Linked DNA regions of Hermetia illucens: region 2 is linked to region 1. Evidence: chromatin contacts called from public Hi-C data. All regions are on one chromosome and are shown on one strand. Each heading gives the region's core, a stretch centred on a gene start, on an enhancer-like site or on the middle of the called end of the contact. The rest is flanking DNA. Distances are from core to core; before and after follow the strand shown. Region 1 holds the start of LOC119654645 (isoaspartyl peptidase/L-asparaginase-like). Region 2 holds the start of LOC119654644 (lysine-specific demethylase 3B).

The links. A called contact is a pair of places that touch in the nucleus more often than the background predicts.
Region 2: a Hi-C map of whole body shows a contact between it and region 1, with 3 times the contacts expected there. The contact joins the promoter of LOC119654644 here to the promoter of LOC119654645 in region 1. A contact is called at or near these places in 2 of 2 Hi-C or Micro-C datasets (an unstated tissue and whole body).

What each region holds. Positions count from the first base shown.
Region 1 is chr4:109,786,537-109,792,009 of iHerIll2.2.curated.20191125, reverse strand. LOC119654645 (isoaspartyl peptidase/L-asparaginase-like) reads left to right here and starts at 3,876. Exons shown (of 1, transcript XM_038060126.1): 1 at 3,876-5,123. The coding sequence starts at 3,990. The coding sequence ends at 4,988. All of the region lies in intron 4 of LOC119654644 (lysine-specific demethylase 3B), which reads left to right.
Region 2 is chr4:109,933,193-109,938,507 of iHerIll2.2.curated.20191125, reverse strand. It overlaps LOC119654644 (lysine-specific demethylase 3B), which reads left to right and starts at 3,900. Exons shown (of 14, transcript XM_038060122.1): 1 at 3,900-4,444.

The DNA.
Region 1 (5,473 bases), core at 2,627-5,126:
GGGTGGAAGATGTTGATTCGATGGTGGAGTTAACTGGCTCCGAAGCATGTGACGTAGTGGGCGGATGCTCTTTACAGTAGGCGGGGTGAAATCCTTCACCTGAAGAAGAAGAGCGCGCGTTGATGTAATATTAATTCCCTTTTTGATGTCCACCAATTTAGGCTCGCTTACAGGGGAGGGGGGGTTGTCGGAGTTCAATTGTAGTTGTGCCCATATCTTGGGCAGAGCTCCTTGTGGACTCAAGCGTCGAGTTACGCCGTACAACTCGGACACTTTGCGGTAAAGGTATTAGATAGACCTCGCATCCATGAATGCTGAGTTTGGGCTCAGTATACACCAGTACCCCTGTACGATTCACGGCGGGCTCTGATTGTAGTCCCCAAATCAATCCTTATCCGAAGAGGACCATGGGATTATATCTACACGTCAGGTATTCACGTTAAGCGCCCAGGATCTTCTGTGTCGTAACTGCGACGTGATCTGGCTTTTGCGAATTTCAGAACGTCATCTAAATGGAATACATATATTCTTTAAAAAACCACCGAGGTATCTTAGTTGTCTCTGGGAGTCGAATTATTGCATATGAAATACAAGGCATCTCTTCGCTTCCCTTGTTTACAGATTAGTATCCCGATAAAAGTCCTACTAGGGTTTCACATCTTCCATCTTAAGGAATAGAAATGTGCCTCGATTTCTTTCGCAAAGAATCCCGCTTGCCAACCTGAATTGAAGATTATTCCATTGTACGGCACCCACCCTTCAGATCAGGCTTTACAGGGGATCCCTCTATCCCATTGGCCGGACTGTCGAAGTTACTTTTAGCAATAGATTTCGCTCTTATAGAGTTTTTCACCAAAATAGCATTGCGTTTCCAACGTATCTTGCTTCTACGAGACTTCAGACATTCTGATTCAACATCATATCATCACATCATCGAAATACCAAGGAGTAAGTTCGCCTATAACTTTTTCAGTGAAACCCTTGGTCAAGGGTAGGCAATAGGAGAATACGTTATAAAGGAAAACTTCTCAGTTACTGTTCTGTATAATGCACTAGATGCCCATCTTGAAATATTCGATTTTACTGCGTAGGTTTCTAATCAGTATATCCATCAGTACGTGGCTCATCCTCCAAAGTAGTTCTCCAGATAAGAATTGAAGAAAGTTTCTCTTTTGATTAACATATTCCATCTTCCAATATCACAAAAACAATATTGGTTAAGTCCTGGTGGTTTTATGTAAGTATCCGCCGTGGCGGCATAACCCTAAGATTTTCTTAAGACACGGATTAATTTTGTGACCACAATCAAAGCCCCGCTGTGACAAGCAACAACGGTACCAGTCTATATTGAGTGCATGGCTTAGCATTCATACTGGTGGATGCCGGACCTACCTATATCTGTACCGAAATAATGAGTACGACTCCCGGTTGAAGCTGGAAGAGCTTTGCCTGTTTGGATGTAACCTTAACTTCAAACTCTCACTAGAGCCCAACCGCTAATAACCGGGTCAAGAACACATCCTTCAGTTCCTCATTTGCCATTAATCGCAACTTCACGTGTCATTTAGACCTCTTCAATCGATGTCATTTCTGCCTCAGATCTTCAGCAAGTGTGGTCTTTGGCGTTCCAACATTTCCTCCGTATCTTCAAGGCATAAAAATATTTATAATAAAGTGATGAGGTGATGGGCATAGACTCCTGCAAGCGCGTGTTGACGGGAAACTTCAGTGGGCCAACCTTCACGGCCAATTTCATCATCTTTTTAGGTTTTTGGAATAGCTCTACCCTCTTCGTCGACTTATTTCAACTTGGATGCTCTGGGGGAGAACACCAGGCTCCGCAAATACTTGAAACGTGGTGCTGTTATTATCCACCGCCATGAAGATTTTGAGACCCATTTTTGACAGTTCTCGATCCCATTGATAATACCATCTATGAAACCGGGTTTTTCTGTGGCACTTCTGACGCTATATATGCCGCGCGACTGCTCATGGAAAAATAGTGTGAGCCCTCTCTGACCTTCCTCGATCTATTGAAGGGTTTGACCGTGTATCTCTCTCTGTAGTATGGACTGCCCCCACGTCAAGAGAGAACTCTTGTACTGAGTTAAACTACTACGCGATTCAGGAAGCGGAGTTGGAATTGCGGCATATACATCAAATTTGCTCCGTGTCTCCATTGGTATCCATCAAGGAAACACCATGTTATCATTGTGCTTCGTCCTTATCATAAACATTGTGACGTACGCGGGACATCCAACGCCCAGTTAGCGATCTATGGCTAAATCTGACGCAAATGAAACCGATACGATCACTGCCACTGGCAGCCGGCTGTCGCAAACTCTACTAGTTAAGTACCTCGGATTGATGTTCTGAGCCAATAAACTGTGCCGTAAAATTACCTTACAGTTCAGCGCATCTGTCGCTTGTCGAATGCTTTAGAAATTCAGGTGACATATGTATATCTACTCACATTCCCCATTTCATATCAAAGCCGCAGTTCTACCCGATCCGATTTCCAGGGATTTCTACAAAACATGACTAATGGAGATTAGTTCAACCGTTACTCATAATCTAACATATTCACAGTCACTTCCGGTTTCTGAAATAAAGGTGTTCCTCGATTTCTAAGCTTCGCCTTTTTGGACAACATGTGTTTCTTTTTAACAGCGGTGATTCCAAATTACCGCAATCTAGTGCATCTGAACAGCATGAACTATGTTATCGGTACCTTTTTTTGGTAACCTGCTTTGTCAGCTTCCACGCACTGCCATAAAAGATAAGCAGTTTAGGATCGCCTTGGCCGAGTGATTTCCTGTCTGGAAACAGAAAAATCCATGTTAAACAGCAACCATGCAGTCAAAATACTGAGTAGAAGGTCTTCTCAGGTTGGAGCAATAGTTTTCACGGATGAGACCCCCGGCCGAAATATATCACCCAGTATCGAACCTATTTTGTCTGTTACGGATGATAAATGTTCTGTCAACTTCTTGAAGAAGAGGTGATTCCTCTCTTTTCCCCCTCCAAGCCTGATGGGAAGGTCTCATTTAGACTACTTCCATCAATCTGCCGCGACTTATTAGTTTCTGTTATTGATGTTGATTAGGTTCTTCCAGCCGTTTCATGGCTAATGGTATATCTGCAAATGGACCGTTTGTACGGTACACCACAGTTTGAATTCTCTTTCGGCACGTCATGTCCTGTATGTATAGACCAGTGTAAGAGGGCATTCCCTGACAGATTCTCCTTTGGATTATGGTATGATGCCAACTACCTGCCACAAAATGTTTACGAGTTTACATCTTGAGTCAGATTTGACCCCTTCAAAAGTCTGTTTCCCAAAATGTATCGTAGCAGATGCAAGTCGCAATTTGGAAGGTTAGGAAAATCCATTAGCGACTACCAAGGCAGTGTTTGGTGTCCGCTGGCTGTGCAATTTTGTAGAAAACTCGACTGCTATGCTGCTCGCGCTCGATATCCAATTTACGCTGCTGTCGACAGCCAGTTTCATACTGATAGCATTTACATGGTAGGAGAGCCAGAATAAAAGGTTTATGTCTTAAGGACTGTCGCGCTCCTGGAGGAATCTATGATCATCATCGTTTAGATAATATCCTCGTTATCCTGGTCCTGATCTGAGCACGCATAAACTAATTTGATTTGGGGGAAACTTTAAGAATATTAGTCCCGTGCACTGAAGACAGTTGAAACCCGCACATTCGCAAGTTGGCAATATCTCGACTTTAGGGAGTAACGGGGAATGTATTAGGACGATAATGATGAGCGATTTGTTCGATCTTGGTACCTTTTTATTGGTCCTCTCATCCTTTTGGCAGTAATTGAATCGATCCTAGTTCACCACCATTCACGAATAAGTTGTCAGTCAGTTGTCTAGTTGTCAAGTTCACAGTGCGTGAAATTTTCGTCATATTTTTAATTTGTCCTTTTAGGTTCGTCAAGCTCAAAAATTTTAGTTAATCAAATTTTAAATGGCTTTCCAAATCATCAAGCATTTCTGTGTACCGCTGGCTGCAAAAGAACCTTGTATTGTCGTTCGTGGGGGAGCAAGCCACCTATCTTTGAACTATGATAAAGTCATGTCTGCTCTCGAACTGATTGCTAAGGAGAGTTACAAGTTGCTGAAATTAAAGTTGCCCTCTACGGACGCCGTGGAAGAGACAATAAAATTTCTTGAGGAAAACCCAATTTTCAACTGTGGGTGTCAATCCATTTTGAATGATCCTCGCAATGGACAGGTTGAAAATCACGCGTCAATTATGGAGGGAAAAAATATGAAATTTGGATGTGTCTCCAGCATTGATTCCTCCAAACATCCAATATCAGTAGCCAGAGCTATTATGGAGAGATCTTTAGGCTCTTGCTTCTTGGTAGGCACATCGGCGTTAAGATTTGCAGAAAAGTGTAGAGTCCCAACAGTCCATGGAAGGAGGATGTTCTTGGATATATCCAATGCCTGTAAAAAGACCCTGGATACAAAATGTGATTGTCCAGTTGGAGAATTAGGGAAACCTTCAGATGCTGACGGATGCGAGCAAGTGGATTGGAAGAAATGTCACGGTGGAGTGGGCGTGGTTGCCATGGATGAATATGGGAACATGGCTGCAGGTGCCTCATGTAGCGCGTTGGTCGGTAAAACGGAAGCCGGGATCAGCGGAGAACATTTGATCGGCAGCGGAGTTTACGCCAAAAACACGAAAGGGGCCGTTTCAGTTTCTGGAAATTGTTCGCAGCTCATTTCATTGTGCGCTGCATGTCGTCTGATGAAAGCTAAAGATCAGTCAGCTGCGTGGAACATTCTTCAATATTTCTCACATTTTTCAGATGATGCTTTCGGTGCCATCTATATAAATAGGGAAGGGCGGATAGGAGTCTATACACTTAAGGGTCAGATGCCTTGGTATGTAATCAAAGGATCGGGTATTCGTTGCGGCGACTACTTACCAGGTTGCTACTCAGGCTTCACCTAAAAATGTCACCATCAACCAAACTTGTTTTTTATAAAGGAAAGGGTATTCTTACTGGTGACTCCTGGGTTGATAAATCTGCCCAGTTTACCGTCAAATGGAGTGTACAATAAATGCAAGATTATTTTTAGAAGATAATTCAGTTTTATTAATGGCTTTATTTTCTTATTCTGGATGATTTTATCGTTAAGGACCCCGCGGAGATTCTTTTTTTCACGGATTTCAGGTTTTCAAATCTACTGGGTGCCCCTCCAAGAGGCTCCACTTCCTATTTTCACACATCCTAGGAAATTTTGGATATGTGAAAATTCTATTTACAGGAATGCTCCTAGTTAAGAAGCCAGGTCCTGTTTTCCTGTAAACATCCAGCTACCCCTTGTTAGTCCGTCCTGCCTCAGATGTACAAAAAGGCGCGGCCTTTGAGGTTGCCTGCCTAAATTGCCAACCGCAGGCTATTACGTAGGGGAAACAAAACATTGCTAGAGCAT
Region 2 (5,315 bases), core at 2,651-5,150, 150 kb before region 1:
TCCACAACTTTCTTTGTGATCGACGTATCAACGAACGTCTCAAATCTAAAGTTTACTCTATAGTTCTGAGTATTGGAAGGCTATAAAAGACAATGAACGGCGTCTTGCAGTAATGGGGACAAAGATGTTGTGTTGGACTAGCGGCGTGACACGTTTTGATCACATCCGAAATCAACTACGAGATAGGCATCCACTCGATGTTCAGACCAATATTGCCAAGCGAATTCTCGTTAGTGCGATATACGTGATCATATGATCGAAGATGAATCAATGGTAAGCGACCAAAAAGCCGGCCGAAACAACGGTGACTTGATACACTAGAGGAGCATTTAAAATCCTCGAAATTGTATCCAAATCAGGCATTTCATAAAATAAAAAGGCGAAACCGATCACGACGAGCCGACCCCGCTTGTGAACGGAAGAAAGGCTCAAGAAAAACAAAAAGATGTGAGAAGCGACGAGCGCATGACAGCTCCATGTCACATAATTAAAAATTCCATTGCCCTCTAGTTTTTAGAAAGCGATTTAAATAAATCATTTGATGGAATGCCCTGTATCGATAATAGTCAACCTCATACGCTTCAGACTCTGAGTCTAATATCATTAGCAAATGCGAAGAATTTTATTCACAACAGATACAAAAAGGGCTGGGGAGAAGTGGATTCTTCATGAATGGAATTTTAATATTTCATTCGAATGTCAATTATTCTCGTTAATTATGATGTCAGCATCTTATTTGTATGGCTTAGGATGCGGTAAATTCGCACGAAATTGATAAGTTTGAACTGCTATAACTTTGACACTAACAGTAGTGTTCGGATAGTTTCCAAAAATGAGTCATGTCTCACTCTAAGTGCGTACATTTTGATGATTTACTCGGGCAGTTTACAATTCACGCCAAAACTAATATCAGTTTCGGAAAGAACTAATCATTTGATACCCCACACGACTATATCCGGTGAAAAATTGTTTAAATCTCCCTTTGGCATGTATGGGGAGCTCCCCTTTAAACTCCACTTAAATTTACGTCAATCGCTGTATGCGTGGGATTTCATAGTTCCCATATGTCCACCAAATTTCGTTCGGATTGGTTTAGCCGTTTTGGAGAAAAGTGCGTGTGACAGACAGACAGACAAAGAGTGAATCGATTTTTGTTGTTTTACACTCAACCTTAAAAAGCAAAATATGCAACACAAAATTGAAGGCACAAAGAAATTAAATCTGTAATATTTCAGTCTTGTTGCCCTTTTAGTACTTGAAGGATTACGTTTTTTAACATATTTTTGTTAGTGATGGACACTTTGCGGATAGCTTTTTTTCAAAAATGACCACAAATATTCAATTGGATTATAATCCGGTGAACATGGGGGAGTTTTGAGTTGTTTCGGGGTGTTGTACAGCAACCAGAGCTTAACGTTGTGCGCCGTATGCTTGGGATCGTTGTCTTCTTGGAACCAATACACGCCCTTTATATTCAATTTGGCAGCACTAGGATTCAAGTTGGGTTTTAATATATCTAAGTATTTATACTGGTCTATAATTCTATCGATAATTTCCAAATTTCCGACTCCACCATACAGAAGTTATACACCCCCAAACAATAATTCCACCGCCACCGTGCTTTACTGTTGCTGATAAATTTTTCCTCTTCAGGGCTCTATTTGCATTCCTGCAAACTATTTGCTTCCCATCAGGGGCAAATACATTAAATTTACTTTCATCGCTTCAAATTAAATTTTTTGCAAAAATCGGGACTCTGATAATCGTATTTTTTAGCAAATTCGAGTATTTTCATTTCATTAACTTTGGTTATGAATGGCTTCCTATGAGAAACTCTTCCATTAAAGTCGTGATTCCGGAGCGTTCTTCGTACCGTTTGCTTAGAAATGGGTTTGTGGATCATTACGGAGGCTTCAGCTCGTAGGTTGCTTATGGGCTTTTTTGGTTCTTTATTGATTTGCTGTTGAATATACTATTGATCGAGAGGCGTTAGTAGCTTTTTTCGCCCCTTAGCGGGTCTATTTTTCCGTCATTTTTCCATTTGTTTATAATCGGTCTCACTGATGAACATAATCTTTCGACGATTCTACCAATTTCGCGGTAAGTTTTCCATTCATAAACAACCTTAACAATAATTTTTCGCTCTTCAACTGTTGTTTCCTTCCCCATTTTGTTCTAAACAGTATTTTCAAAACAAATCCGGAAAACTTACTACTGTGATACTATTTATTTGCCTTTTTCCAGTTGGGGTCATTTTGGACTGAAGGAGGTCATCCCGTGTGAAGGCCGTTTTTTTGCCTTTTTTTGAAAAATTATTTTGGAGGACTGGATAAAGATAGAAAGCCAGAAAAGTGGCTATTTCTACGACCATGGCCCCAGAATGAAGGTGTTTAGGAGCGAAAGTCCAGATCAATGCATTTAACGACTCATTGTTATTCTGGGTCTTTGCTTCTAAACATCTGTTCAAGAGATCATCTCGTGAGAAATCTTCGTAGATTGGTTTGATGGCTGTTTGAACTTCTTCAGTCAAAGGTGCCTTCTCGTGGTGGAAACTATCCAGTGCTCCTTTAGCTTCCGCTTTGCGCCATTTGCAAAACTGTCCTCGCCTGCTGGACAATTGTGATGCTGAGTATTTTCGTCTGTAGAACATTGATGGAAGAAAATTGCCCAAATTTCTTGCTCCATTCCTTCTATCGAATAGCTAGCCCAAAAAATGTAGTGAGGTCGTTAATAACCTTATCAGTAAGTTTTCCAGCCCTTTCCACCAATGCCTTTGTGATTCTTCTTTAAATTTTTAAGCCGCGTTCCCATTATTTTCTCGACATGCGTACCACTACGTATATTTTATTATTTGCAGAAATCCGCAGAAATACCGGAGAAAACTCCCGCAAAATCCAATATATAATATACAAAACTTATCGCGATTGGAAAATCCATGTTCATGCTTACTAAAAGTTTCTTTGCTGATGTTGATGCGAAGTCCTTTTTTTTCTTTGATAAGTGTCGATTCCCATGAAATACTCGTTTTTTAGTACGAGCATGACGCGTGATGAAGGATCTCCCTTCGTACGATCCATTTAAAAAAATCACTGAACACACAAACAGTACAATACTTACAACAAAATATACCTGAGTATAGCTTGAAAGCCTTTCAGTGCTCACTCTAGACTGGATTATCTTTTTTATTTCAAACAGCAAATAAGTTTAGACAATTGATTGATTTTCCATCTTTTTATATGATATTTATACCTGTGTTCGAATTTATAAGGCTCAGGTAAAGAACTAACAGGTAAAAAAGATTCGATGCTCTTTCTCATCGAGTACTCTAGCCGCGGCTGCAAACTCCTTACCTGTTTAACCCTGTAATTTCTGAACGACTCGGAATATCGCAAAATCCCTTTGCCCACATATTCTCCACTATATATAGATACAATTCGATTTCTCCAACCCGACACACGCGATGACCCACTTAAGCGTTAAACAATTGCATTATTTCATTTCACTTCTACCATAATTGTCTGAACTAAAAATCGAAAAGAGAATGTGGCTTACTAGCCTGAACAAATTCAAGCTTATTATCAGAAGCTGGATTAGTAAGAAACAGTCAAACAGCTAACTCCAATTGGTCAAATGAAATTTCTAGTAAAATACTAGAATTTTCCGTTGAAAACCCGTTAGAAAAAAGTGCTTAAACTAAAAGCTCGGCATAAGCTCCACATACTCAACGTTGTTGGCAACATCCGAAAAGTGAGCGATGACGACACACGGTGGAGCGCGGCGAATTGGAGTTTATGACCGAAGGCGTCGCGCCAGAGCGCGAAATCCACTCGCCGCGAAGCTCCCCGGCTCCAACACAACCACGATCTAGCCGCCTGGCAGCCGGGCGGCTTAACATTTCGCCACAGTTCGAGGCGTTCAGTCGAAACCTGCGAATGTGTTGCGAAGCGAGCGCTCAGCTCACGACGGCTCACGGTTCACTTAGCGAAACGTCCGAAGTAATCAGAGCGCCCCGCCAAGGGTGGCATTCGCTGTCAGAAATCGGTCATCGTCCAACGTGCCCGCTCCCCTCCCCGCCGGCCGGGTAGATCGCGCTCCAAGCCCCCATCGCCAACGCGTCAGCTGCTGCCCGTTTCCGCCCGCTTGCGGCTTGCGTTCACGTGGTGACGGATAGTGACGTAGCGCGCGGTGTCCGTGTGTGTATGGTGAGCTTCCATGTGCGCGCGATATGTGCAGTGTTTTTTGGACAATTCCATGAACGAGATAAAACGCGGCGGTGAGTCGTGAATTACACTCGTACTTGCAGTGCAGAGAAGGAGCGGGGCCGCGAGGAACAGGAAAGGGATTAACTCGTCGCGCCATTTGCCGTCCCGGGGAGATGTGCAACGTTCGCCTGAGCAACTGGAAAGGGATATAAAACGGATAAGCGATTGCCCGGAAAGGAAATGTGAGTTATGCAGCAGTAATTTAACTTTCTAGCGGGGAGGAGGGGGCACCTGAGCCCTCCTTCTGGATGGCCAGGGTGGTGGGCGCATTCTTTTCTAGTGCCAAACTTCTAGGTCCCGCGTTTTAGTACTACATAAGGAAATGCAACACTTTAAGAGGAATAGTCGGAAAAATGCGAAATTCTGCTGAGGAACAAATGTTGTTTGGGGGTCGACTTTCTGGTTGGTTGCTAAGTCCAGACAGCAGAAAATAGAAATTTCTTCAGATACTTCCCAGGCATATCTACACACAGGACCTGTAGAATCCAAAGAACTCTTAACGAGTTTGGATTCGAGGGCGAACCGTGCTCCAGCGAAAATTTCGGCCGGACGTAGACCTTAGTAACTATGTAGCATCATTACGCCCCGTTTGTAAGAAAAGCAACGAAGTTTCCGAATTTCTAGGCGCCCGACTTATGCCCCACATGAAATCGGCACGTAACCAGTACCAGGTCTTCAACGCCGTGAAAAGTATTTGAGTAGGTTTTGGAGAGAAGCAGGCTCTTGCTGGTTCCTTCCTTTCTTCCCTTTCTGTCTCTTCCAGGAGTGGGGCTCAAAACTAAACCCTACTGAGGCGCCATAATATTTTAGGGGAGCGTGACTGTTAATAGTTTGCATCGGCTCTCTTGCGCCCGTCATTACACTTCTCAGATTAAATTTGCGTAAGGATTGTCGAAGAAATGTTTGCAATCATCACGAGAAGCAGGGATGCGTCTCTCTAGTGGGAAGTTCTTTGAACCATGTTTAAAAGGATTCCTTATGTGTTTCCTTTTGATATCAGATGATGGAATCTACGAAGATCCAATCCAATCCAAAATGTGTAAGTGTAATGAT